Regions from separate parts of the Sus scrofa genome. Here region 1 is linked to region 2. A link is a contact called in public HiChIP or PLAC-seq data. All regions are on one chromosome and are shown on one strand. The core of a region is the stretch at or near the end of the contact, and the rest is flanking DNA. Distances in the headings are between cores, read along the strand shown.

Region 1 (2,700 bases), core at 147-2,646, 130 kb before region 2:
AGCAGGTAATCAGGAGCATTTAGCTCAGATGGAATGTGTGGGCTTATGGGAAACAATTGCTTTTGGCAGTAAAATCCTAACTGCTTGGCTACAATTAACATAGGATATTTAAAATTTTATTGAAAGATTTATTCACGTTTATAATGCACATTTGCTGCTGTGAAGCCCAGAAATGTATGATTCTTGCTCTTTCATTTTAAATTCTTTTAAATAAGTGAAGGTGTAACTTATTTTTTCCTTTTGTCTCCAGAATATGCCAGATCCCCACAACCTTCCAATAGTGGCTGGTTGGAAAAAATACCCTCTCTTTTTTGGTACTGCCGTGTTTGCTTTTGAAGGCATAGGAGTGGTAAGAATTTTAGTCTTTATTATTATTTTTTTTATATCTTAAGTCAACACAAAGACTTATTTACATCTAAAAATACATGTTTTTCTTTTTTGCTTCTATTTTTTTATTCCTAGAAAACAATTTGCAATTTGCTGTGATAGACTTGAATTATAGTTTCATTGTTCCACTAACCAAGCATTTTATCTTAGATGTATCGCTTAAACTCTCAAATTCTCTTTTTCATAATATGTAAAATGAAGGCGCTAGAAGGGGTGATTTTTAACATTTTATTGTGGAAAATTTCAAAACTATACAAAAGTTAGAGAATAATATGATGAACTTTTGCCTAAGCATCACCCAACTTCAAAAACCATTAACTCATGACTAATTTTATTTGATCTACATATTTCATTTATTCTTCGAAGTCTGAGCTATAGGCAGACAAATCCCAAACATCATATTTTATAGACTAGATGATTTGAAATTAATTGAAATTATTACAAAGTTCCTACCACATAAAAAAGAGTCAAATATAAATTCTCTTTTTAGATTTATGCATATCGTATTTGAGAAATGACATTATCATGAAGGTAATACTAAGAGGTGCAAACATCCTGAGGAGCCTGAGATCTTAAATATTTCCATTTGAGATGTTCCTAGGTTCTTTTAAAGCCTAGAATGTGTAGATTAGGGGAAGATAGAATATTACTGTTTTTCCATAGCTTATGTTTCGTGATCTGATGGTTTGGTGTGGGAGCAAAACCACTCATAAACATCCACTTATATGAACCACAGACAAAATAGAACTACAGGACAATTTATGCCATTTTACTTGTGTTTCTGCTCTCTCTATATTCTCCTTCAGAGAATTCTCACTAATTCTCATGGCTCCACTTATCCCTGTTACAGATAGAATTGTAGATTTTCATTTCGACTTTAACTGTAAGCTCTCGTTACCTATTGGATATTTCCAGTTAAGTGTTGTTCCTCTGACATCTCAAATTCAGCAACTCCAAAATCTGACACATATGTTTTTTTTTTTTAATCCAAAACCAGTTTCACTTTCTCATTTTTCTGTTTCTTTTAGTTTTACTTTCAGTTGCTCAAGCTTGAAACATCAGTGTTCCTTTTACCCTGTCCCTGGTTTCCCCATTCCAGTTAGTAATTAAGCCGTGTTGAGTCTTCTTTTCGTATTTCCCCTAATCTATTCCATAAATGTGAAATTTTATGCAAAACAACGCTGCTTGACTCAGAGGGGGCCTCTGTAAATGTTCACTTCCTTCCCTTTTTCCTTTTTGAACTGCCCTGTCACTGTTCTTGACCTTAGCTCCTTATTTCAGGTCTGGATCAGAACATCCAAATTGTTTTCGGTTCTCTTTTCTACTGGTCACTTCAAATTTCCATACGGACCTAACTCACTTGAAAAGTGGAAATAATATTTGTTATTATTTCACGAGGTGACTGTGAGGACCTATGTGAGATGCTACGTGCAAAGCTTTTAGAAAAATACCTGGCACATTGTAAGCACTCAGTAAATACTTAGTATCTTTTACTGTATGGTCAAAATTAACTGTCCAAACCTCCAGAGTTTTTCCTAAGAAATTTAATTTTTCCATTAGCCCTTTTTTCTTTATAAGTGTTTTTTTTTATAATGAGAATATTTATTATCTCATTAAATTGATGGATAACAGATACAGAGGAATAGATACAGAAATAATTATAGACACATATATGCATGGGTTACTATCCGCACCTGTATTTCCTAACTGTGCTGAGACTGCTGGAAGCAATGCCACCAGGGGCAGTGAGCTCCCCCAGCACCCAGGTCTTGATTGCTAAGTACTCCAACAATAAACCAAAATTCTTTGGAGAAATGGTTGATGGTAGGACCGAAGCAAGGAAATTCAAGATGGGTCTGGAGCATGTTGTAGTGCCAGAAAGTGAAAGTGCTCAAAAGGCAAAAGAATGGATGCCTATCAAAGGCACACAGGAGGCGGCCTGACAGATCTCACAGTGACCACAGCTGGAACCATGTGAACAACAAAATCAGTAGCAGCGTTTGGGGTACATACTCCAGCAAATATATATGAACCCATACTAATATAAATAAATGATTAAATACTTAAATACATCAGACAGATTTCCAAATAACTTATGTAGATACCACCCCCTCCTCCCGGAGCTGCAGCTTACTCTCCCCTAGTCCCTGGAGTATGGGCTGCCCGTGATGACTTACTTCCAAAGAGTGAGTATGACGAGGGGGAAGGAAAGAACTTTACCAGCAGAGAAACCTGGCAAACACTGCCTTAACCACCTGATCAAAATTAACTTCCCCAGTGATGTCATGTTGATAGCAGGTGTGACGAGAAGGG
Region 2 (2,700 bases), core at 100-2,599:
TAAAAAGACCCCCCCAAAAAATTTTTTTATAAGATGAATAGTAAATCTGGAACATTTTATTGGCTATTGGTGCTTCTCTCTGAAATATTCCTGGGAAGGTTGTCAGAACCAGGAAAGTCTTGCCAAGACTAAAAGAAGGGAAATTATAATTTAGATCTCCATAAATATTGCAAGATTATCACCATACATATGAGAATAAAATTTTTCAAAGACGTTTCAGCTATTTTGTTGTATATGACATTCACAAGAACCTGTGGGTGTGTTCCTCCACTGTTATCAAGTGTAAAAAGCAGGAAATCCAAGCGATTAGCCCAACATCACTTAGTTAACGGCAAAGACACGACTTAGACCCCTGTTCTGACTCTCAGCCCAGTTTTCTTCTCTCCAGAGTCTAGTTAGGAAACCACTTTCGGTCCAATGTGGTCCAAAGAGGAGTTCCAGTCATGGTTCAGCAGTTAACGAACCCAAGCAGTATCCATGAGGACATGGGTTCGATCCCTGCCCTTAGCTCAGTGGGTGAAGAATCTAGCGTTGCCGTGAGCTGTGGTGTAGGTCGCAGAGAGGCTCAGATCTGGCGTGGCTGTGGCTGTGGTGTAGGCATACAGTTAAGTGATTCAGTGATATACATATTTTCATATTATTTTCCACGATAGGCTATTACAACATATTGAATATGGCTCACTATTACACATTAAATCCTGTTGCTTATCTATTGCATGTACAGTGGTATGTATCTGTTCATGCTAACCTAATTGATCCCTCTCCCCTCCCTTCCCCTTGGACAACCATAGGTTTATCACTTATATGTGGAGTCTATAAATAAAACAAATGAATCTATATACGAAACAGAACCTGTATACAAAAATCTATGTAGAAAACATATGCACGGTTATTTAAACCTTTTCTTATTCAGTGTTTTCTTTAAGTGGATTCGCCTGTAGCCTCTGAGCTCATCTTAAGCCAATTCCTAACCCTGGCTATCCCTTAGCAGCACGTGGGGAGGGTATTTAGTCTGTGGGTGAAGCTGATGGGAAGAACTGCCGTCATCGCCCGCACTAGCTTTACCACCCACTTATGCCCGCCCCTTCCAGGGGTCCCCAGCAGGGAGGTGGCCGCTTCCCTGTTAACAGCCCACTCATCTGTCTCTGGGCTCCAAGCTCCGCCCCTTCGCCTCGCTCATCCCAACCCGCGCTGTCCAGGCGCTTGCCGCTTGCATCAAGAAGCGGGCAAAAGAACACAGCCTGCAGAGACACAGCTCTCCTTCCCGGAAAGCAAACTCCTTAGCTGGTTCAGAAAGAGATGGAGCATTATTATGGGCGCTTGTGACCCCCAGTGGTCGAGGAGGGAAAATACACTCAGTGAAGCCGGGGAGGCGGGAAGGAAACCTCTCATCCAAGCCCAGGAGTCTCTGCGGACACTGCACCACGGTGTCCACAGGAAGTGAGAGCAGCACACACACAGCAATGAAACAATGAAACACTACGCCTCTCACCTTTTGTCGGAGCAGTTTGTTTGTTTTTGATTTTAAGGCCGCAGTTGCCGGATATGGAAGTTCCCAGGCCAGGGGTGGATTCAGAGCTACAGCTGCCACAGCAACAGCTACAGCAACTCGGGTCCTTCACTGCTGAACGAGACCAGGGACGGAGCGGATACTAGTCGGGTTCGTTACTGCTGAGCCACGGTGGGAACTCCCTGTTCTGAGCAGCTTTATTCACATTTGAGCAGCCAGCCCTCCATCAGTACCAAAACACCAGAAGTTACAGAAGACCTTGTTGTATCCGCCTCTTTAGCCCCAAGATTTGGGGGTATGATGTTGCAGGAGCTTCTCAAACTTCCCAGGTATCCTACTGGCCAGGAGAATTAATCTGTATCACTGAGGGCCTGGGAGGTTAATCCCCAACTGCAGCTGCAAAAGCAAAATTAGTTCATGTTTTATGATAGAAACTTATGTGAATGCTGCATTCTGATGCACTAATTTATCACTCTAACCTAAAGGGATAGTTTACCCAAATCTCCCAATAAATTCAACTCTGTAGAAAGCTTCACTGTCTTTATGCAAAGCATCTTACCCATGACCCCCGGGCCCTATGGTCCCCAGGGTGAAGGGCAGAGATCATGGTGACCTGACCAATTGGGCCAGGCTCCTCCGGTTCCAGTCCCAGCTCTCCTGGTTCCTATCAGGGTCATGTTGGCGAACTGCCTCACTTCTCTGTCTGAATCACAGTTTTCTTATCTGTAAAAGCCAGGCGAGCCAGAACTGCTGAGGATGGTAATACCATTGTCTATACAGTGTTTTACAGGCTACCAAGCAGTCCCATGTGTTACCTTATTTGATTGGGCAACTTGATGTGGAAGGAAGCCAAGAACCTCGGCTTGTGCCCAGAGGGGTTCTGTGCTCCCAGGCAAGTAAATTAACCTTTGAGAGTATCCACAGCCTCATGCATGAAAGACCTGGGTTAATGGTGTGGCAGGTTATTGGGATAATGAAGCATCACTTCCCCCATCCTTCATGAGTTCTTTTGGTTGGCTTAATATTTAAACTGATGCAAGAAAAAGCAATTTGTTCATATGCAGAGAGGTCTTAGAGAAATGGGACAATAGTAAGTGATCAAAGCAGGCTGTTTATGTGTCATTTTTGGACAAAGAAACTGTTTGTGAAGATTTAACAAAACAAACGAGCTTGGGCTGGGGGTAGCTGAC

Evidence for each region. HiChIP or PLAC-seq counts read pairs in DNA pulled down with a chosen protein or histone mark.
Region 1: an H3K27ac HiChIP or PLAC-seq map of alveolar macrophages shows a contact between it and region 2. The contact joins two enhancer-like sites. A contact is called at or near these places in 3 of 47 Hi-C or Micro-C datasets (embryonic fibroblasts, epiblast stem cells and fetal skeletal muscle) and 1 of 2 datasets of contacts at active chromatin or transcription factors (alveolar macrophages).

The regions. Positions count from the first base shown.
Region 1 is chr9:25,657,832-25,660,531 of Sscrofa11.1, reverse strand. SLC36A4 (proton-coupled amino acid transporter 4) reads left to right here. Exons shown (of 11, transcript XM_005667225.3): 8 at 251-349. Among named protein-coding and RNA genes, the nearest start is that of DEUP1, 29 kb to the left of the region's middle. Within about 2 kb of position 1,396, at least 17 of the 83 cell types and tissues checked have an H3K27ac peak or open chromatin away from gene starts, as enhancers often do. A contact at or near this core is called in alveolar macrophages, where this site is marked.
Region 2 is chr9:25,523,985-25,526,684 of Sscrofa11.1, reverse strand. No RefSeq gene overlaps it. Among named protein-coding and RNA genes, the nearest start is that of MTNR1B, 31 kb to the left of the region's middle. Within about 2 kb of position 1,349, at least 11 of the 83 cell types and tissues checked have an H3K27ac peak or open chromatin away from gene starts, as enhancers often do. A contact at or near this core is called in alveolar macrophages, where this site is marked.